7 separate regions of the Mus musculus genome follow, and regions 2, 3, 4, 5, 6 and 7 are each linked to region 1. A link is a contact called in public HiChIP or PLAC-seq and promoter capture Hi-C data. All regions are on one chromosome and are shown on one strand. The core of a region is the stretch at or near the end of the contact, and the rest is flanking DNA. Distances in the headings are between cores, read along the strand shown.

The links. Promoter capture Hi-C pulls out the DNA fragments that hold promoters and counts their contacts. HiChIP or PLAC-seq counts read pairs in DNA pulled down with a chosen protein or histone mark.
Region 2: a contact with region 1 is called in a promoter capture Hi-C map of second pharyngeal arch cranial neural crest. The contact joins the enhancer-like site here to the promoter of Erbb4 in region 1. A contact is called at or near these places in 9 of 39 promoter capture datasets (the 3T3-L1 cell line, the C10 cell line, cranial neural crest and 6 more), 1 of 484 Hi-C or Micro-C datasets (cardiomyocytes), 11 of 115 datasets of contacts at active chromatin or transcription factors (SST interneurons, VIP interneurons, cardiomyocytes and 7 more) and 1 of 9 other capture datasets (embryonic stem cells).
Region 3: an H3K4me3 HiChIP or PLAC-seq map of neural tube shows a contact between it and region 1, with 32 times the contacts expected there. The contact joins the enhancer-like site here to the promoter of Erbb4 in region 1. A contact is called at or near these places in 13 of 39 promoter capture datasets (the 3T3-L1 cell line, 3T3-L1-derived adipocytes, the HPC-7 cell line and 8 more), 1 of 484 Hi-C or Micro-C datasets (cumulus cells), 13 of 115 datasets of contacts at active chromatin or transcription factors (SST interneurons, VIP interneurons, embryonic basal ganglia and 9 more) and 1 of 9 other capture datasets (embryonic stem cells).
Region 4: a promoter capture Hi-C map of second pharyngeal arch cranial neural crest shows a contact between it and region 1. The contact joins the enhancer-like site here to the promoter of Erbb4 in region 1. A contact is called at or near these places in 6 of 39 promoter capture datasets (cranial neural crest, frontonasal cranial neural crest, hippocampal neurons and 3 more), 2 of 484 Hi-C or Micro-C datasets (cortical neurons and cumulus cells) and 10 of 115 datasets of contacts at active chromatin or transcription factors (VIP interneurons, astrocytes, embryonic forebrain and 7 more).
Region 5: an H3K4me3 HiChIP or PLAC-seq map of neural tube shows a contact between it and region 1, with 14 times the contacts expected there. The contact joins the enhancer-like site here to the promoter of Erbb4 in region 1. A contact is called at or near these places in 3 of 39 promoter capture datasets (cranial neural crest, frontonasal cranial neural crest and hippocampal neurons), 1 of 484 Hi-C or Micro-C datasets (cerebral cortex) and 10 of 115 datasets of contacts at active chromatin or transcription factors (astrocytes, embryonic forebrain, embryonic limb bud and 6 more).
Region 6: a contact with region 1 is called in an H3K27ac HiChIP or PLAC-seq map of VIP interneurons, with 10 times the contacts expected there. The contact joins the enhancer-like site here to the promoter of Erbb4 in region 1. A contact is called at or near these places in 11 of 39 promoter capture datasets (the 3T3-L1 cell line, the C10 cell line, cranial neural crest and 7 more), 8 of 115 datasets of contacts at active chromatin or transcription factors (VIP interneurons, astrocytes, embryonic forebrain and 5 more) and 2 of 9 other capture datasets (embryonic stem cells and embryonic tail).
Region 7: a contact with region 1 is called in an H3K4me3 HiChIP or PLAC-seq map of stem cell-derived neural progenitor cells, with 8 times the contacts expected there. The contact joins the enhancer-like site here to the promoter of Erbb4 in region 1. A contact is called at or near these places in 13 of 39 promoter capture datasets (the 3T3-L1 cell line, 3T3-L1-derived adipocytes, the C10 cell line and 9 more), 1 of 484 Hi-C or Micro-C datasets (cerebellar granule neurons), 11 of 115 datasets of contacts at active chromatin or transcription factors (VIP interneurons, astrocytes, differentiating embryonic stem cells and 6 more) and 3 of 9 other capture datasets (embryonic stem cells, embryonic tail and embryonic trunk).

What each region holds. Positions count from the first base shown.
Region 1 is chr1:69,106,688-69,109,510 of GRCm38.p6, reverse strand. It overlaps Erbb4 (erb-b2 receptor tyrosine kinase 4), which reads left to right and starts at 1,452. Exons shown (of 27, transcript NM_010154.2): 1 at 1,452-1,836. The coding sequence starts at 1,755.
Region 2 is chr1:67,158,035-67,160,857 of GRCm38.p6, reverse strand. It overlaps Cps1 (carbamoyl-phosphate synthetase 1), which reads right to left. Exons shown (of 38, transcript NM_001080809.2): 11 at 1,917-1,994. Among named protein-coding and RNA genes, the nearest start is that of Cps1, 36 kb to the right of the region's middle. Within about 2 kb of position 1,472, at least 2 of the 459 cell types and tissues checked have an H3K27ac peak or open chromatin away from gene starts, as enhancers often do. A contact at or near this core is called in second pharyngeal arch cranial neural crest, where this site is marked.
Region 3 is chr1:67,217,124-67,219,946 of GRCm38.p6, reverse strand. Cps1 (carbamoyl-phosphate synthetase 1) reads right to left here. Exons shown (of 38, transcript NM_001080809.2): 33 at 2,021-2,095. Among named protein-coding and RNA genes, the nearest start is that of Gm26342, 39 kb to the left of the region's middle. Within about 2 kb of position 1,461, at least 9 of the 459 cell types and tissues checked have an H3K27ac peak or open chromatin away from gene starts, as enhancers often do. A contact at or near this core is called in SST interneurons, neural progenitor cells and neural tube, where this site is marked.
Region 4 is chr1:67,233,843-67,236,665 of GRCm38.p6, reverse strand. No RefSeq gene overlaps it. Among named protein-coding and RNA genes, the nearest start is that of Gm26342, 22 kb to the left of the region's middle. Within about 2 kb of position 1,420, at least 10 of the 459 cell types and tissues checked have an H3K27ac peak or open chromatin away from gene starts, as enhancers often do. A contact at or near this core is called in VIP interneurons and second pharyngeal arch cranial neural crest, where this site is marked.
Region 5 is chr1:67,464,324-67,467,146 of GRCm38.p6, reverse strand. No RefSeq gene overlaps it. Among named protein-coding and RNA genes, the nearest start is that of Gm39658, 98 kb to the right of the region's middle. Within about 2 kb of position 1,401, at least 9 of the 459 cell types and tissues checked have an H3K27ac peak or open chromatin away from gene starts, as enhancers often do. A contact at or near this core is called in neural tube, where this site is marked.
Region 6 is chr1:67,801,086-67,803,908 of GRCm38.p6, reverse strand. No RefSeq gene overlaps it. Among named protein-coding and RNA genes, the nearest start is that of Gm39658, 430 kb to the right of the region's middle. Within about 2 kb of position 1,353, at least 7 of the 459 cell types and tissues checked have an H3K27ac peak or open chromatin away from gene starts, as enhancers often do. A contact at or near this core is called in VIP interneurons, where this site is marked.
Region 7 is chr1:68,045,219-68,048,041 of GRCm38.p6, reverse strand. All of the region lies in intron 25 of Erbb4 (erb-b2 receptor tyrosine kinase 4), which reads left to right. Among named protein-coding and RNA genes, the nearest start is that of Gm39658, 680 kb to the right of the region's middle. Within about 2 kb of position 1,426, at least 58 of the 459 cell types and tissues checked have an H3K27ac peak or open chromatin away from gene starts, as enhancers often do. A contact at or near this core is called in VIP interneurons, differentiating embryonic stem cells, embryonic forebrain and 3 more, where this site is marked.

The DNA.
Region 1 (2,823 bases), core at 203-2,702:
TGTATATATTTAGTCACTGCTTTGAGAGCAAGCATAGAAAATGCCTTCATAGAATAGCTGTACACATAGCAAAGGAGTATCCTCTGACTCACTACAGGTTCTGGCCCCAGCATAGAGCAGTTTTAGACCTGTGGCCTCTCAGACTACAGTAATCCCTTCCAGGGCATTTTAGACTTAGAGAAACTTAGTCGTACAGCGGTTGATGACCTTGGAAGCACACACCCTGCAAAGAGGGCAAGTGCAGGGCCTCAAGCTGGCCCTGCTATGGCGTGGCCCTAACGGCTCGAAGGTCAGCTAAGATCTCACCTCCTAAACACCTTCAGACCGAACAGCACAGACGAGAGAGTTTGCATAATTTCAGAATCAAAGAATGTGGTTTCACAAATATGGATTTTTAAGTTTGGCCCAATGTCATCTTGGGAAGGTGGGAGAGATGGCTTATTTGGAAAAAAAAAACTATTGGAAGATTTCATCTTACCTGCGAGGCTACCAGCTACCTACAATATCCATTCTAAAGTACTAAGTATGCTAAGTATGGAATATTCTGGGTGATGGCGAGGGACAAAGATATTTTATTCCCAAAGCAACGTTGACTTTCTATTTCTAGGGAAGGTTCTGTGTATGGACTGACACCTTGGAGCAATAAAGAAAATGCCCTGTTCTTGTGTCAAAAAATTCGTTCAGCAAGCATTCCTTCTGGTGGACTGACTACTCAGCGGGCCAGCTGTCCAGGGCCTCTGCCGGGGCAGCCCCAAGGGGAGCGTTTCAGACAGTGGTCTCCACTGAGCTTCTCAGATCCTGCTTCCCCAAGCTCCTACCATGACCCTGCTGCTCCCACTGTCTGACAGGTGTTTTTCCAACTCTAGAGGCAGAGGATTTTGGGGAGTGTCTGAGCCAATAAGATTTCTCCTTAGGGGGAGGGCGTGGCTACATGGGTCAGAGCAGGGGCGGGGCTTGCGCAGCGGAGGAAAGCCTGGCTGGTTGTGTGGAGGGTTGTTTGATTCCCACCCCCCACTCCCCTCTTTTTTTTCTTTCTTTTCTTTTCTTTTCTTTTTCAAAAATCTTTCTTCTGACTCTTATTAATTTCTCTGTGGGGCTGCGGCTGGAGACCGCGGAGCGTTGGAAATGACGTTCGGAGCTTTAATTACTGCAATGGCTGGACAAGTGTGAGGAAAGCTGACAGTGGAAAAAAAGGGGGACAGGATCGGGGAGAAGCAAAGAAGCAACACCCCCTCCTTTTCCCTCCAGATTTGGACAGGAGGTGCAAGGAGACTGAAGAGAGAGCTGAACATAGCCCGGTTTTGGGGGGAGAGGCCGGAACCCCGCCGCCTCTTTGCAATCAACTTTTTTTGGAAGCCTTTATTCCCTCTTTCTTTTTATTGTTGACCAACCAGTGAGGAGAGCGAGCGAGCGAGCGAGAAAGTGAGGAGGGAACGAGCGAGCGGAGGATCACTCCGGGAACTAGCTGTACGTTGTGCTCGGAGCACCAGCCGCACAGTCGCGCTCACTCCCACCCGCGCGCCCTCCTCCGCGGCCCCTTGCCGGGTCCGCGGGTCCACGGGTCCTGGAAGCCGCCGCCGTCGCCGACTGGCTCTCCGGCCCCGGGAAGCCCGTGCACCAAGCGCGCCGCGCCCGCCCCCCTTGCGCCCCCCACGCGCTCCCGGCTGAGGGGGGGAGATCTCCTCCGCGTGCTCGCAAGTGGCTATGGTATTTGGACATGTAATTGTCAGCGCGGGATCTGAGACTTGCCAAAAATGAAGCTGGCGACGGGACTCTGGGTCTGGGGGAGCCTTCTGATGGCAGCGGGGACCGTCCAGCCCAGCGCTTCTCAGTCAGGTGGGTCGCGGTCTCGCGGTTCCCGGTCGCGCTCCAGCTGTTGAACCCGCCACTGCCTCCGGTGTTTCCCTTCTCCCTCGCCCCTCTGTCACCCTTAGGCTCCAGGGACCCTAGGGACCGGGCTTCTGCCTTGGGTCGCCCCTAGCTCCATCCCAAACTTACCTTTGTGTGTGCGTGCGTGTGTTTTTAATTGATGCTACAAATGACTTCGCTTTCCTGCCACCCTCTATATTATTGTCCCCCCTCTCGCCCTCTCTTTAGCCCCCTTCTTTCTTTCTCGCGCGTTTTCTGGGAGCCTAAGCGGGATCGCTTCTGGTGGCGCCCGTTGTTCGGGGCGTGGGAGACCTGAGCCCGTCAGTGGAGGTTCCCTCCTTCTCGAGCTGGGAAGGGGGGGGGGGGGAATCAAACCAAACCGGAGAATCGCTGCACCTCTTCGGGCTGCCAGGAGGTTCCTGAGCTGAGCCTGGCTGGCCTTCCCCGGGGTGCAGGGCTGCGGCGGAGCGCGGCCGGGGAGCCGGGCTTGGCACCTGAGCATGCTGGCGCAGGGTCCCTGGCCCGAGTCTCCAGTAGCCTGCGGGGTCACACCGGACGCCCAGCCCTATCCGGGCAGCTGGAGCGCACCGGGTGCGCGCCTCGGCCGGGGGCCAGGGACTCTGGGCCTTCTTAGTTGGCATCTCTAGGCTGTCTTGAGATTGACTTGGGGCGAGAAAGAGGGTGTGTGTGTGTGTGTGTGTTGGGCGTGCGACTCTTCAGCCAGCATGATCTCTCTCTCTCTCTCTCTCTCTCTCTCTCTCTCTCTCTCTCTCTCTCTCTCTCTCTCTCTCTCTCTCTCTCTCTCTCTCTCTCTAAAAGAGCCTGGCATACTGAGTCCAGAGCTCGGCCTTCCCTCCCCATGCTGGACTTGGCTCTGGGAAGAGTTCTTCCAGTAGTGCAACTTGGGGTTGGCCTAAACTTCTGTTTACTGCCCTGCCGGGCTGCAGAGCTCGC
Region 2 (2,823 bases), core at 223-2,722, 1.9 Mb after region 1:
TAGAAAAGAAAAACAAAACCAACTAGTTACATACTTCTGGACTTAAGAGGTTTCTAACAACATGGCTGATGCTCAGTTAAGTGGGAGCTTCAGGAGACCTTTGTGCAGTTTGCTTTTTTGTTTGTTTGTTTTACTGTAAATTCTCCTATGAATATTGAAGGTTTTGTTACTTGGTGGTTGTAGTTTGGATTTTGAGTTTGCTCCAGTAACTGAATGTCCTCTCTTACAAATTAAGCCAGATAAAAACTTCAGGGAAGACCAGAAAGGACTCAATAGATGAGGGTTCATTTAGACTGTTACACACACACACACACACACACACACACACACACACACACACACACTAAACCTTTGGAGGCCGTCTGGGTTCTATTCACAAGTCCTAGAAGATGAGATGTTTTCTTCAGTCAATAAGCATGTCTCATACTGCCTTCTGAGAGTATCAAGTGTTTGGTTCTTTATTTGCATACCATTCATGTGAATCAAATTCTAGCTGAACAAAACTTGAGTGGAGAAGTTGGATGCACCTTCCAGTTGGAAATACTGCTATTTCTAATTTCTCTTGGCTCTAATATATGACCCTGAAAGATTATTCTTAAACTTTACCAGTGAGCTTACTTCTGTTGCTTCACTAGACATCACAAATGTCAACAAAAGTATTCACTTTGCAATTATTTGGAAAGACCAAAAAATAAATAAAATGGCCAGTCACAGTGCTCAAATTCTATGAAATAATTGCATCTTTTCTAATCTGAGGTGCTAACATGGTCTTGCAGCTAAATTTTAAATTTAAAACAAAATATTTAGCATGAATTGCATGAAGATAGTAACCATTTTACTGCTTAGCTTTTCTTAGGTTCATCATGAGTAGTTAAAACCATACTGGGTTGACTATTGTGAACTGATATTTCCAAACAATAGGAAGGACCAAAAAAAAAAAAAAACTGCAAATATCTAAGAAGCAACTTAGATGCCCAGCACTGCTCCTGAGGAGGCTCCTGGATGCAGGAGAGGAGTCACTCCAGACATGCCAGGTTTGTCAGGGTAGGAGTCATTGTGAGATTTGGTGGGATGGGTGTGCTAGAATACTGAACCAAGAGCTGATATTGAAAGAAAGAAAGAAAGAAAGAAAGAAAGAAAGAAAGAAAGAAAGAAAGAAAGAAAGAAAGAAAGAGAGAGAGAAAGAAAGAGAGAGAGAGAGAGAGAGAGAGAGAGAGAGAGAGAGAGAAGAGAGAGAAGAGAGAGAAGAGAAGAGAAGAGAAGAGAAGAGAAGAGAAGAGAAGAGAAGAGAAGAGAAGAGAAGAGAAGAGAAGAGAAAAGAAAAGAAAAGAAAAGAAAAGAAAAGAAAAGAAAAGAAAAGAAAAGAAAAGAAAAGAAAGATATCTAGGTTAGAAACACACTGCTCTAAGCATTCCTTTGGGTTCTTATTTTAAAAGTCACGTAAATCATGTGACCAAGCAGGCTGCTTTTTCCCCTCCCTGCTGCCCCTTTTCCTGACCCTGCTGCTGTTTATTTTCCCTCTGTGGATACACATCCAGTTGCCATAGGGATTTTTTTAAACTCACAGATGGGGGATTAAAATTTCATTCCAGTTATGAGATGGAAAGAGCAAGAGGGAATTCATTTGCATAGCACAACAATTGTAAATTTCAGAACTAAATATATTAGAATGATAATGCATAAAATAGCACCATAACATTGCTTTGAGCTTCTTAAGGGCTTTCCCCCTTTAAATTTAAGAAAAGATTAAAATTTACTCTATGATATTCGTGGGGGAATTTAATACAAAATGCATGGTACCAAAACACACTCCCTGAGAATATTATGTACCAATTATTTTGGTTTCTTGAGTCTTCACACACAAGCATCTCTGATTTTTTTTCAAGTATATAACAGACATCATCTGGCTGGCATACCTCAGTGTCTGTTGGCCCCGGGCTGACCTCTGGGTGGAACTGCACAGCGAAGAAAGGTTTGCTCTCATGCATAATCCCCTAAAGAAATAAGAAACAGGGAGAAATTCCATCTATGACAACAAATGTCAAGTATGGCAATGTATTATTCAGGAGATAATAAAGTTCAAATAGGAAACCAAGTTAAGTGCTTAATAAAGTTCTGGAAAAGCCCCAGTACTATTAAGTAACATGGTTGGAGACATTAAAGATTCACCTGTCTATTTAAGTAAGAATACAAAACAGCCCAACAAAGAAACAGCTGGATGAGGGTTCCATAATATAATAATTTTAAAAAATGAATGTGGTCTATAACCTTTGAGTCTCTTCTGGGATCTCTTCAAAATAAAACAAAATTCTCATATCCAACATGTAAATGACTTTCCCAAAGTTCTTCTTATAGAGGGTACTCTAGTGCTAAGTGAGACTCAAGGACACACCAAGGGCTTCCTCCAAACTGATCTGTATCAACTGACCCCTAATTATGATGGATATATAAGGTGGATTCTGGAGGAGGGTGCAAGTGCTGACTCTTAACAAGTCAACTAATTAGAAAGTAAGAGAGCAATTACTTTTTTTAAGTGACAGGCTGTTTGGGGAGATCACTCTATGGCTTAGAGCATTTGGACTACAAGCAAAAGGACCTGAATCCAAGTCCCTATCTTCTGTGTAAGTATCTAAGCAAATGAATGCATGTGCTTATAACCTCAGCATTAAGGAATGGAGCTAGACACTTCCTGAGAGCTTATTTATTGGCCGTACAGCCAAACCAAAGCTATCCAGTTCAATGAGTGACCCTGTCATAAGACAGTAATGTGAAGAACAATCCAGGAAGAAACTGGGTGTCCTGCTTGGGGCTCCCCATGTGCAC
Region 3 (2,823 bases), core at 212-2,711, 1.9 Mb after region 1:
CTTTTTTTTTAATCACTTTTTATAAATGGAACCAAAATATCCTGCAACGCATCCTGGAGACCCAAGCCATATGTAAAGAAGGAAAAGATGCCAAGCTAACACAAATGGGCAGGGTCTGTCGAGATTTCCCTGGGGTAGCTTCTGTACACTGTAATTACAAGTCAAACGGCCACCATAACTAGAGGACAAGTGGTGTATTTTAACATGATGGGAGTCAATTCTGCACATATCATCTGGCACACATTCAGAGTCCCTATTATAGTAAATAATGCTGACGGCTGAATTCATTCTTTAAGCAAATGACTCTCTCTTGCAGGGCAAGGAAAGTTCTCATGAGTGTAACCTTCAGCTGACCACAAGTACATGCCTGCTTTTTCACTCCACAGTGAACATTTTAATCAGTCATATGCTGGCCAATCAACTCGAGCAATGTCAGTGGAAGTTAATGAGTCTCACTTCCACTGAAAGGAACCCTGTAGTCTGATCAGAAGTGCAAGTACCCAAAACAGGTGTCCCAGCAAAGTCAAATAGCCCTGTGAAGATTGGGACTACATCCTCACTTTATCCCTGTAAAATAAAATGCCCCTTAATTAGATAAGATGGTGGGTGCTTATGCCACTATACAACAAGCCACTTAAACACTATAAAAGTGTCTTTGAAGCATAGCTGAGATTTCTAAACTGGACTTATTATTCTGTATTCAGTTATGAAACAGAATTTAAAATATCATACTTGATGACACTTGGAATTATGACTTTAATATTAGAAAAATTATTTTTATGGTTTAGAAAGGAGACAACACATAGGAACAGCTTCTAAGTGGTTCACATTATCCTCATTGAATGAAACAGAGAGGACATAAACCCTGAAAACAATCAGGCCACACCAGAGAAGGAGAAAAGAAAGAAACCTCTCCATGTTCTGCCTCTGCATCCACTGAGAACAGAATCATGGGATCAGAGTGAACCTGAAACAGCATCATTTGTCTGGGAATAATGTAAGACCCATAGCTCACAGCTAGGCCTGTTTTCCAGCTGAATTAAAAGACATGGCAAAAGGATCAAGAGCCACTTTCTAAGAATGTAACTATATCACCACAGTCTCTCATCCCTCACTGCCTATCTTGTGGTCCCACTTGGCTTCTCAACAAAGCTCGTGCTTGTAACCAAGCAACCATAGAAAACATCTGGCATTCCTTGCAATTAAATATTCTCCTATTTACATTCTCTCCTTAATATGAAGAGAGACCATGAGGTTTCACAGCCTGGTGTTGCCACTCCAGTGAGGACAGATGAGAATCTGAAGGTGGGAGCCAGTATGTCTGTCAAGGGCTAGGTGATTCATAAAATGTCCTGACACTGACATGTAGCGAACTTTCTAGAATCTGACAGCTCTCTATGGCATAACACATTTCACATTCTTAAAGAAACCTTCACCTGATGCAATCCCAACACAAGAGAAGAGGGACACCCAGTGGCCAGTCCCATTATAGTTTTTAGACCAGCCTCAAGAGATTGAAGCAGGGATTCATCTTAAAGGTGGGCTGGAATATTTCATGTTCACAATTTCCACAATTCACATCTATGACCTTTTAATGATGTCATTTTACACATTTCTAGTAAAGATGTGCTGTTCTGCTTCAATCATAGCAAGCCAGAGGTTCTGTCGCTACAGAAGTATGTGAGAACTTTAAAAAGAATGACACAGGATATACTCAGATGTCTAGAGAAACCCATGACTGTTGTTTACAGTGGGTAATGTGGAAATGAATTAAGTACACATGTATTCTCAATTCCCAGGTTCACATGTAAAAATGTCAACTTGTTACAAAAGGTAGAAGACTTCCCTTTAATTCAAACTTCCTATTCCTTTGAGTTCTCCAGGGAAGGTGAAAGCTTGTGAAGTTTATGTTTCTCTTGCCACTGATAACTTTCCTTACATGATGACCATATTCAGATCACAGACACATAGATTTCCAAGTCAACTTAACAAAAGTGCTAATGGATCATTAGCTATTTACCTCTCCAGTAGAAGCCATCTCACATCTCAGAATAGGGTCAGCATCTCTCAGTCGGGGCCAGGAAAACATTGGAGCCTGTTAGACGCAATAGGGAAGAAAAACACCGTGAGATAAAGGGATGAAAGAAATCACCTCCCACGGGATTCATTAGGGCCAGGGTACATGAGCAGAAAAATAAACTCTCTTTGGCTAAAAAATCTGACTTGAAAAATAGCTTTAAAATTCTGTTCCAAGAAGATGTTTGTATTCCTTGCCCAAAAGTTGGGTGAAGTAATCACAAACGGTCTCTGTAAACAGATGCCCTGTGACCAGTCTAGACCAGTACTGCTAATCTGGCCTGCATATATTCGTATTGGAACTATTTCAAACAACATCTACTGGGCATGAGTCTCCCAAACACAGAGTTCAAACACATTTTCCTTGATAGGCTCTTGGAACATTCCTCTCCTTATTTCATTCATTTGAACTTGCAGCAAGCCACCTTGCCAGACATGGCTGTCTGTGAGCGGACTTCTGAGACATTACAGTGCTGTTGATACCTCTTAAAAGCTTTGAAAAACATTCACTTGGAAACATTTTTTTCCGTCTTTTTTCATACAATACAAGCAAGAACACTGAAGTACTTCCTTTTCAATTATTTTATCAGTGTGGCTCCTAAGGACTTGAGTTCTTATTTCTTAACATTTGCCTGTTTATCTGGTCTAGACGATCCTTCTGTTGATAGCCACACTTTCTAAGTTGTGGGAAAATGAGCTTGGGGTAATTTTATTGGATGATCTTAATAAAGTTATTATATGCTCCTA
Region 4 (2,823 bases), core at 171-2,670, 1.9 Mb after region 1:
TAAGAAAATGAAAATAGATTTCATTAAAGACAAATGGTATGTCTTTAATGTCAAAATGGAAAATATTTACTGGGCACTAGACATTAGGATATATTCTTTAATAATGAAACCAAATAAAATTTTCAAGTTAGTCATCCCCTTCATAGCTTTATCTGTACTTGGATTCTCTCTCTCCCCATTCCTGCATGATATCCTATGGGGAAGTGACTTTGGAAGACATAAGAATCTTTGACTGTTCTTCCAGAAGGATGTATACATTTATTTGATGAACAAAAGCTCCTCCTGGTGGTTTATGGGTCTGTTCTAAGCAAAACCATAAAAGGAAATAATTTGGTAAGCTGGCAGTTTCTAGAAAAATGGGCTTTTACTATTGCTGGAAAAGCCTGATTTGTTTGTTTTATTTTGGAGAGGGATTGATCATTTTCCGTGTAGATATAAATTCTTTCCAAAAACAAAAGCTGTGAAGACCTAAATATGGTCTTTAAGCAATAGAAAGCAAGCACAAATGGTACTAATTTTGACTCACTGAGGGTTTTGATTTTCCTATCGGCTGTCTTGATCTCAACAGCTGCAGGTACTTAAGTTCTTTCTGCAGCCTTTGCACCCTCCATTATGCAGGAGAGAAGACTGAGAGACAATTATTACCAATTTTTTCATGGAACCCAAGGAGCCACTTAGAAGGGCACAGACATTCTCCCTCCTGCTACATTAACTTCACACTCACTAATCGCCACATGTCTGACAGAACAGCAAAGTGACATTTATTAAGGAAAATAGAAATTTTATATATTAGAACAAAGGGGAAAGAAATGGTAATAGAAAGAAGAGAGAAATAAAGTAGAGCTGGTCTTTTTCAAGTTAAGGGTGTCTCAAACAATCTGTAATGAAAGGTCTTTGTGGATTTGATTGGGTGTGCAAGAACATGTAAGGCACGTGTGCCTGCAGGGGGCCGCACCAGCAGCCAAATGGTAACGCTGGTGTGTAATTACAGAGCACTTAACTGCATTCAGACATGGTTTTGTTTCTCTGATAATTTCCACTTTCATTGTTCGAGAGGCCGTGGACACTGTAGAAGCTGAGGTTCAAGTACCTGCAGCTGTTGAGATAAATGATTGTTGGAGCTGCTTTTAAAAGTTTCCATCAGGAATTCTGCCTAACAGGAAAATTTCACAAAAGTACTTTAAAAATATTCCTCTCCCCTTTCCAAAGCTTTAAAATTCCAAATCTATAAATGGACTATTCTTTATCCCTCTTCTCCTCACAAGCCAGCTATACTCCCTTCCCACACAGAGAGTCCATCCTTTTCAAAAGCTATTATATTCTTAATATGGAAACAGCACTTCAGTTTACTGTTCGGCAATAGGACTGTTGTCACTGTGTTGACTGCACTTGTGATGTACAGCAAACTGAGAAATCTAAAAATGTGTTAACTTGCTTATATGAAAGACTCTGTACAAGGAGAAAACCTTGCTAAATCTGAACACAAGAGTCTCTATTTCCTTGCATTTCTCTCTTCCAACTAAATATTGTAAATGCGATATTTATTTGCACTTAAGTTTTATTTAAAAATGAGACATCTGGAAACAGAAAGGCAAAGGAATGTCATTTTCAGCACCATGGAGAAGGCATGTACGATTCACCCCCTAAAATAGAATTTATCCACAATTTGGTTGTTATTATTTTTCTCATTTTACTGTATTTTACAAATGACTTCAAATTAATTAATTAATTAATTAATTAATTAATTAATTAATATTCTTACTGTTCAAGACAGTACCTGAAGCCACATCTCCCCCCCCATATCATTGCAGGCAAATATTTAATTTTCTGTGACTATATATGTGTGTGTGTGTGTGTGTGTGTGTGTGTGTGTGCGTGTGTACTATATGTATATATAAAATTTGTTATCATGATACGATTGTTTAGGTGTCTTAAGCATGTCACTTGCCTTCGGAATGTCTAGTTTCTATAGGGATTACTCACAGGGATATTGTGAGGATTGGTAAGTTAATTCATGGCTATTTAGAACCACCTTGAAAAATAGTAGGAACTCTATAAACTTCATATTAGACTTGTGGCTTTGAAACTACTAACAAGTAGTTTATTAATAAGAAAGCATTAGGATATGTGGGTCAAGTATAGTAAGCATTCAACACAAAATATTCTGTAATATTAAATATTTTCAGGCAAACAAAAATAAATATGAAATAAAAGAACTATAAAGTACAACGGTCTCATCCACAGTCACTGGGACAAGAGTTAGTGAACCTGGAACATCTCCTGTTGTAGACCTGTACAAAATATCATCAATTAACTCTAGTGTGAAAGAAAATGAGCAAGTTAGTCATGGTATCATCTTCTCAGAGCCATCACAAAACTGAATTCTATGTTCTTAGTCTGGCTTTGAACATCACTGTACCCACTGGTACTGTCTTCATCAGATGTTTGTCAGCTCTGAATTCAGTTACTGTCCTCTGTGTTATACAAGACATTCTTAAAGTGTATCATAGTTTTAAAGTTTATTATATGTATCTATCAAGTGGTAGAGCACCTATTTAGCATTAGGGTCTATGCTCTACCAAACACTGCAGGGTCTCATTATAGATACTTAGATACTTAGAGCAAGACATGGAAGGATAATGGTTATAACTAAATATTATTTTATCATAGCTATGTTTGTAACCTATATAAAGTTGTTTCAAAAACTAAGCAAGGGTATCCTGGCTCCAACTCCTTTTTATCACAGAAAGCAGATATTTTTGTATGTCTAGGTTAATAAGTAAATATAGCAATTCAACTAGCTTTTGTAAACTAATTTTATTA
Region 5 (2,823 bases), core at 152-2,651, 1.6 Mb after region 1:
TATATTTATGTCTTGAAGCTGATAGATGCTCTGTTTCTGGTTTCCACTCTTAATTTTCTTCATGTGTCAGTTCATGTCATTTCTATTGATTTATCCTTTTGTCTTAATCTTTCTTTAGCTATTTTAGACATATGGATAAGCTCATTACCACGGCTCTGTGTTTGCCATTTCTTACTTCTCTCCTGCTCTTCCTCTTATTCCTCCTCCCTTCTCCTTCCCCCTTTCTATGCTCCTTCTCATTCTCCTCCTCTTTCCATCCCTCCTCTTCCTATCTGCAGATCTCTTTATCCACTTTCCCCACAATGAGCTTTATCATATCAGCCACAGGAAATCCACTATTGTGCATTCCTTGTCAAAAATAGTAGTGCTTTGAATACCTGAATCTAATTATAAGGATGAAATTGTCACTTATATTGTGCTGTCTTCTTATTTCCATAGCCTACCTCTTGGTAATTTTTATTGATAGACATTTGTTTAGAATAATAGACATAGGCAGGATTTTACTTTTTTTATGAAAAGTGGCTCACCTTTATTTTAAGTAGGACCATATATTAGGAGTTGGACTCAATCTAACTAGGTGGTATGCTGGCTTTGAATTTTTTAGCAGTGCATCTCACTTTCACACACCTCTTAATTGCCTTGCATTTAGGGTAGTGACCCTTCTAAGTATACTTACCCTACTAAGTATACTTAATGAAAATGTGTTTCTATGCTTTTAGTTCCCTATTTTTCAGTTCTCTCAGTACTTGTTGCATGTTTAGTTGGAATCTACCCTTGGCACTGTACCTTAGGGAGAGCTTGCTAGATCAAGCTACTTATTGTTTGATATTTGCTAGTCTGGCTGTGGAAAGCAGGGGATGGACATTCTTTTTTGGCTGTTAAAACTTTCAGCAGATACTGTGTCCTGTGGCTGTTGAAGCCCTAGTATTCTCTGTGTATCTTTCCATTTTAGTCTAGTAGAGGATTTTCACCTTGAAGAGTTTTTCATCTGTGCCCTTTCTACAGCTGCAGAAATTAGTGGGTTAGGGGAGACAAAGATCAAAAGGTTGCAGGCAGTGGTCTGTGTTCCTCTTAAAATGTGTCTCCTTCTCCAGTTTGAATGTGTGTGTGTGTGTGACAGACAGACAAACAGACAGACACAGAGAGACAGAGAGTGAGATAGAGAGAGACAGAGACAGAAACAGACAAAGAACAGAGATAGACAAACAGGAAGAGACAGACAGACAAACAAACAGAAGTATTGGCAGAGAGAGACAGACAGAGATAGAGAGACAGAGATACATATACAGAGAGAGAGAGAGAAAGAACATATGTTTGGATTCAGAAGGGAAATACCTACTAGAGCATGTGGACAATGCTTGTACTTTCAGCTGCCACGCTACGTCACATCTGTTATTTATCACTGTGAGCATGCAGTAGCCTAGCTTGCAGGTCTGGCTAGTGTCTTGCCCGGATAAGCTGGAGCCTCCTCCTCACCACCCCCCTCCATCATCAGTACTGACCTCCCTTATATTTTGAGCTTGATTTTTTTCTTTATGATGTCAGTGCTTCAGTGGGTTCAGAAAAGTCACAAATCTATGCTTGTCAGACCAGCCATCTGTTCTGTGATCTGAGTCGTGTTCTGTAAGTCAGAAGGACATCTTAAATGGATTATTTTTAATTTCTGCTACAAAATCTAAGAAACAAAGCTATACAACACTCTATACCAGTGGGCTTTATCATAAGGTTAATATTAAATTACTTAGTCAGTCAGTCAGTCTCGGTCAGTATATTTGCTTGGTGCCTATGCTGAAATCAGTTTGTTCTCAGTAAGGTGCTTGGGTAGAAATAACTGCATAGACATCTGATATGATGTGCATCACAATATTTAAGAACTCTAACAGAAAATAGAATAGTAAAAGTCTCATAATTGTTTTTATTACCATAATAAGGATTTATATGTCATATGTGATTCATTTGATTCATGTTTGATAAACAAACATATGGGAGGTGGATGAAATTAAGAAGAGAATTCATTTGTTTAGTCTAAGGCATTGATAAATAATAACTGAGATGTACGAAGTATAATCCAAATGGTGTATCAAGGAAAGCACAAAAAAAATACTCCTGGAAAACGTGAGCTTCTGAAAATGATGGCTTATATTTATATTTTTATAAACAGACTTGAAACTATACCCTAACTGCAGCAAAGGAGTTACAGCAAGTTATTTCCTTCCTAGATCTGGTCCCACTCCAGTCATCAAAGTCTTTTGATACACCATTGCCAGTATTACTGCACAGAGATTAAACATCTACTGAGCCAGGATGTAAAATCAGAAGTTAGAGATTACAGCAGGGTGATTTTTAACATGGAAAAGCCAGGAAATCACACCATTAGACCAGGGAAATTTTCTGAGTAAGTATGCACCCAAAAAATAATAATAATTACAACTATGTGTTCCATATGGTGGGAAGCAAAAACCTTCATAAACTTCTAGATCATTTCAAATGAAAGAAAATTTTCACCAAAAACCAACTGTACCCTGAGAAACAGCCAATAAGGGCAATTTTATCATACTACTTTATCCTAAATAAGTGTCTCACCATATCTCTTAAAGGGTGATCAAATATTCTCTACCTTACAAGCAAAATCAGGCCCAGACTCAGCCTATAATCAACTGTTATTTGGTCAAGCCAAGAACAGAGTGTGGCTTTATGTCTGAACAAGAGCATTTACTTCTGACAGCCTGACTTCTTGGGGCTTCTCTCATCAAACGCTCAGCACATAAACACACTGCCTGCAGCCTTGCATTGATTGTCAGCCCAATTAATTGCCATGAAAAC
Region 6 (2,823 bases), core at 104-2,603, 1.3 Mb after region 1:
GATTTACAGAGAGAGAGAGAGAGAGAGAGAGAGAGAGAGAGAGAGAGAGAGAGAGAGAGAGAGAGAGAGAGAGAGAGAGAGAGAGAGAGAGAGAGAGAGAGAGAGAGAGAGAGAGAGAGAGAACAACAAAACAAAACAAAAAACAAAAACAAAAAACAAAAGACAAAAAAACAAAAAAGGGAACATAAAGAGAGGTCCAGTGAGAAGCAAAGATATTCATGGCATCGAACTCCAAAAAGCCTCACCAATTTGAGGCACTATTTACCTCTGGCATCCCAGGAGATACCTGCCATTGAAAATAGGAGGGTGTTTTTATGTCTGACAGAGAAGCTGTTCAGTCTCTTAATAGAGTCTGCTGCAGAAGGCTAGGACACATAAAAATCATGCCAGTACCTAGGCTCTGGGCCTAGAAATGCTCATTTAAATTAGCTTGGATGTCATCCAGGCACACAATCCTTGTGAAAGACTCTGAGAAGATTCTATTGTGCCGTCAGAAGTAAGGACGACTGTTATACATATTGACTACTTTTCAGAAAGTGAGATGGGCTTGCCCAAGACTTTCCATCTAATAGGATAGAGCCCTGGGAAGCAGTGGACCCTTTCAATTTCTGACACTCCTGCCTATACTCCTGCCCCTTATAGGCAGTGTAACTTAGTCTCAGTTAATTATAACAGAGAATCAGACAGATTATCCAGTACCCTAGCAGAAGGGGATTTTATACTTATGGTTGTTCAGATATTAAGGAACATAACAAGGATCACGGCCATGTACTATTGAATTACAATTGTAAAGGTTTTTTTTCCTTTTATTTATATATGCTTCTGTACCCCATAAGAGAAACAGGCAGTACAAAAGTAAAGCAAGGTTGGCCAAGGAGTTAGGTACCCTTGGGGGTTGACTTTCACACCCAGATTGCCACATCTAAAAGCTGGGAATGCAGGGTCTTTGTGCTATGCAGTTTCATGTCGCTTTGTTTTCATGTCACAAGAGCAATTTTGATATAAGACAATATTGCTCTGAAAATAGAGCACTGTCCCCTGGAATGAAGGCAAAATGAGGATTTAGAACCCTTGCAGGTTGTTCTGTCAGGACTAATTTGAGTGTTAAAGTTCTATTTGCAAACCTGAGTAAACAGGAATGCAGACAGCTTGAACAAGATGAAATTGTGAGATTGCCCAAAGGAACAAGCCGATCAGGGAGAGCTCAGCATGCATTTGAATCAAGAGCATCTGCAGCAACTTTAACTCTCTTTCATGCGGTCTGGGCTTGACCGAAACAAGGGAGGCTTAACCTGTGACACCTGGCAAGGAGGGCAGAGAGCCATATACCAGACAATTTGATAGCCTCTGTAGGCTTTTGCAGCATATGAGGGCTTGTGCTAGACAATGCCTCTGTCCAATTCTTCTGCAGCTGTCCATCACAGAGGGCTCCAGCAAATTCTAATTCCTGATCTTGTCATCTGCAATAAATATTTATTGCATATTTAGGGAGATCATGGTTAAAAAAAAACTGAGTCTGAGCTAAATTCGTAAGATGATTTCTGTTTTAGACAATGCATTTAAAGACATATGACAGAATTACTCCTCTTAAAAATATTAAGTTTCTGCCTATTCAATTAAATACCCTTCAATAAGGTCTGCATCTAGGGTCTTCTCTGTTCAGAGAAAAAGTTATTGATGGCTTAAAAGGATTTCTTTTTTTTTTCTGTGCTGAGTTTGGTGTCTGTATGAATCAAGCAATACTGTGCTGTTCACAGTGGGCTCTGCCTCACCAAGGTGGCCAATGGGTAGTGTTTGGCCTCCTGAAGATTTTTTTGTTATTGTTGCTGCTCTTTGTTTGTGTTGAAGACCGAGAGTCTCACGTAGTCCAGGCTGTCCCACCCAGACCTTATGGACTGGTTTTGAACTCCTGACCTGTCTCCTTAGGTCTGGGATTGTAGGCATGACTCACACACCAGCCTAAGCTTTAGCCTGGTAATGGTTGCTTATGCAGCCACGGACATAAAAAGAACAGATGTGCCTGTGGTATGGACAAGGCTCGGATTCTGTGATGGAGGACATTATTTCCACAAGCTTTGATTCAGGATTGCTTATCATGCTGAAGAATAAAAGCCACACTGAGTATCCAGACTCCCCAGGCACAGAGGGAGGTCAGCTGCCATCTATACTGGCAAACAGTACAATAAACCTCTTCATTTCTTGATGGGTGTCAAGTGTCTTTTCTAGTTGTTTCTAGAGCTGTGCAGTGATGAAATAACTTTCCTGCTAACTAAAACTGTCGTGTCACTCTAGACTATAGCCACAGTGAAGACAGAACATTTTCTTTAGCAAATATTTTTCATCATATGTATAAGAGCAAATATGGACAAAAAAACCCCCTAAGCTATGAAAACAATATTAAAAGAAATGAATGAAAATAAATTCTGTAATAATATGCTTTTAATATTTAATATGATTTTTCAAAAACACATTAAATGGAGATTTGTGTGTATATATACTCATACATTGGGTTCAAAATTAGATTCTTTATGTCTGCTGTACAAAAATAGTCAAGTATTAGAGCCTAGTTGTTGGGCCATACTTAACAGAGTTCCCCTTCTGGAGAAAGTAGAGGAGAGGGGGACTTTTCTGCAGGCTGGTGTCAGTTCATTGTTTCTCCTTCCCAGATCTATATACTCTGCTGAGTGGTTCTGCTTGTAGTGGAACCTGCAGGACCTCACCAATTAACCATGCAGAACAACAATGGTATTGTTGTCCTTTCTGTTATCAAAGTGTCTTTTGAGATGGCAACCCTGAAAAAGAGTAACACTATTTCCTAGTTGG
Region 7 (2,823 bases), core at 177-2,676, 1.1 Mb after region 1:
GGCTGAGTGTTACAGCTGTATGTCAGGAATTGCAGACAATGCAAAAACACTTTCTCTGAGTTGATATCTGACCTGTGAAAAAGTGGAAATGCCCACCAGACTGTTAAGCTTGCATGCCCTAGAGGATAAAAGGTTGAAAATCCATAATAGTTACTATGTGGAAGTGTCTAGGCAATAAATTAGTGCTGATGGATTAACGATGTCTTACAGACACATTTTCAGATAGCAGGATCTATACTCTTGGCTCTTGAAATTGCTATAGTTTGTTATACTTGCTGTCAAAAATTATAATTATTTGAAGATAAAAGCTCATTAAGTGCATGCTTAATTGAGATAGATGCTAGGCAGTTATTTAAATATGTATTATTTTTGTTTTCTAAGAACATACATTGGTGTGATGTAATCAGATAAAGGTTCAAATAGGTATCATGCAACTGTAAGGCGAATTTTGAGGAATTGAAAAGTGCATCAAACACTACATTTTCTGCACTTGCTAAGACTTGCCTTCTCTGTAACCTATGGTATTTGGGTTCAAGTCAATCATACCATGTCCCAGGGACAGGGACACGACATTAAACTTCCTCTATCCATCACCCTTACTAATCGCCCCACCATGAACACACTCCATATCACCCACCGGCTCTAACCCATCTCTATCTCTGTCCTGCTGACAGTAAATCCTCTCACCAGCTAATTGAATGAGTGCACCTGGTGCTGCCTCCCAAAGATCCACAAAGCCAGACTTTGATGGACAGCAGAAAGTGGCTCAATGTGAAAACAAAGCCTTTTAACTGAGAGCCCGGCTTTGTTCTGCTCAGGACTCTAAGGTCACGGCAGCTCATTCTGGCTGTGGTGGGGATCTTAATTTTCACTCATCCAATTTACTTGCAGCTGTCATTCTTTCCAATATTAAAAGTTCAGCGCCTCGAGTGCAGGGAATTTAAGAAAGAGGGGGAAAGAGACGCTCTTGTTGCAAACTAAAAACAGCAAAAGCAAGTAAAAGCTGGCTTGGCTCTGAAGTATAAAAAGTTATTTTCAAAGCCCATAAATTATGACATAGTGATTAACATGTAATTTAAATATATTTAAACAACAATTATATCACATTTCCAGCCCAGCTAATTGGCCTCACAGATGTTCCCTTGGAGCTGCGTTGCCCTTCCACGGGGAAATGAATGAGGTGCCTTTTATCGTGGAAACCAGATAAAAAAGCAAAGGGAAAGAAAAATGGAAACAGAAACATAAAAAGCAGCCAGTAACCCTAAAAACAATGCACGTTAAGGGTTTTGTGTAGAATTTGTTTCCATTTTAAAGTCTGAAAACCGGAGGCGGGGGGAGGGGGGGAGGGGGGGCATGAAGACTTGCTATTACTGTGGTGCTGTTTGGCAGTGTGTCCAGAGAGGGAGCTGGCAGGTTCTTGATGGGAGAATTGTCAAAGCAGGAACAGGAGATGCATTCGATGAGACAGAGCCTCCCTTCTTCTCTCAGAGCAGGCTAACTGCAAAAATCCAGTTATTAGCAATATACCACCTTCACAACTTCCTGAAAATGAAGATAGATAATGGACTGTTTCCTGACTAAGAATGGTTTGTGAGTTAGTCCTTTGATCATTCATTTTTCAAGTTATACACACACACACACACACACACACACATACACACACACACACACACACACACATACACACACACACACACACACACACAAAATGCACAATCAACTCTAGCTTTAGCTGTGATCCAAATTGAGCATTAGCCAGAACAGGCATTTTTGCCAAGTAAGAAGTCAAAGGAACACAGGTAATTACTATTATTTTTGAACACTTTTCCTTCTTTCTCCTGTGAATTCATGCCAGCAGCATGATTCTTTAGTGTTTGATTGATTCTACTTCCAGAATCTCAGGCAATATCTGATAGAGCTGTATACATCACAAAAGACTCATCTGTGTCCATATCTCTTCTAGTATGCTGTAGTATTTCCAACATCTGTAACAGTGACCAGTGATTTTTATCATGAATATTTAATAAATATTTGTTTAATACTAATCAGTGATTGATGATAAGTCTGGGGTTTGTAATGTTATAACACTGATATGTGTTGAAAGCCGCCTGATATGGACAGATCCCATATTTTATTTTTTAAAACTCCTCAATTTTACAAATTACTGAACTGTATAAAGTATTTCTTTCTCAAATATTATGAACAAGTAGAATTGATTTTCTGTCTTTATAAAGGACAGCAAGATCTGCCCATACTTATAATGGTTAGAGAACAGATAAGCATTAAAAAGCTATCTTTAATGGACATCTTTGACATGAGATTGCTTGACTTCAGAATCCTTATTAGCTGACATATTCTTACATTCTATATAGAGTCTATATTTATATAATAGTGCAGACCATAATTTGTCATTCTGAAGAAGAATATAGTGACCAGGGATAAAGAAGGGGATATGAGATATTTTACAACTGAATATGAATGATTAGACCTGGAGCCTAAAATTTCTAACAGGACAAAAATCATACGTATATAGTATAGTAACAAGTCCTATGAATTGAATGTTAAATATATCTATAAAAATAACATAAATGCCCGTACTTTGCTGAAAGAAGCCAGAATATATATACATATATATATACATACACACAGACATACAGGCATATATATATATATGTATGTGTATATATATATATACAGATATTGCTTAAGGAGAAAAATAGGTGAGAGCTTGTCATTTGCAAAAACATAGATGGGCCTAGTGATTTTATCCTAAGTGAAACAAGGCAGACATACTCATTCTGTGTGTGACTAGAGAAGGAAATA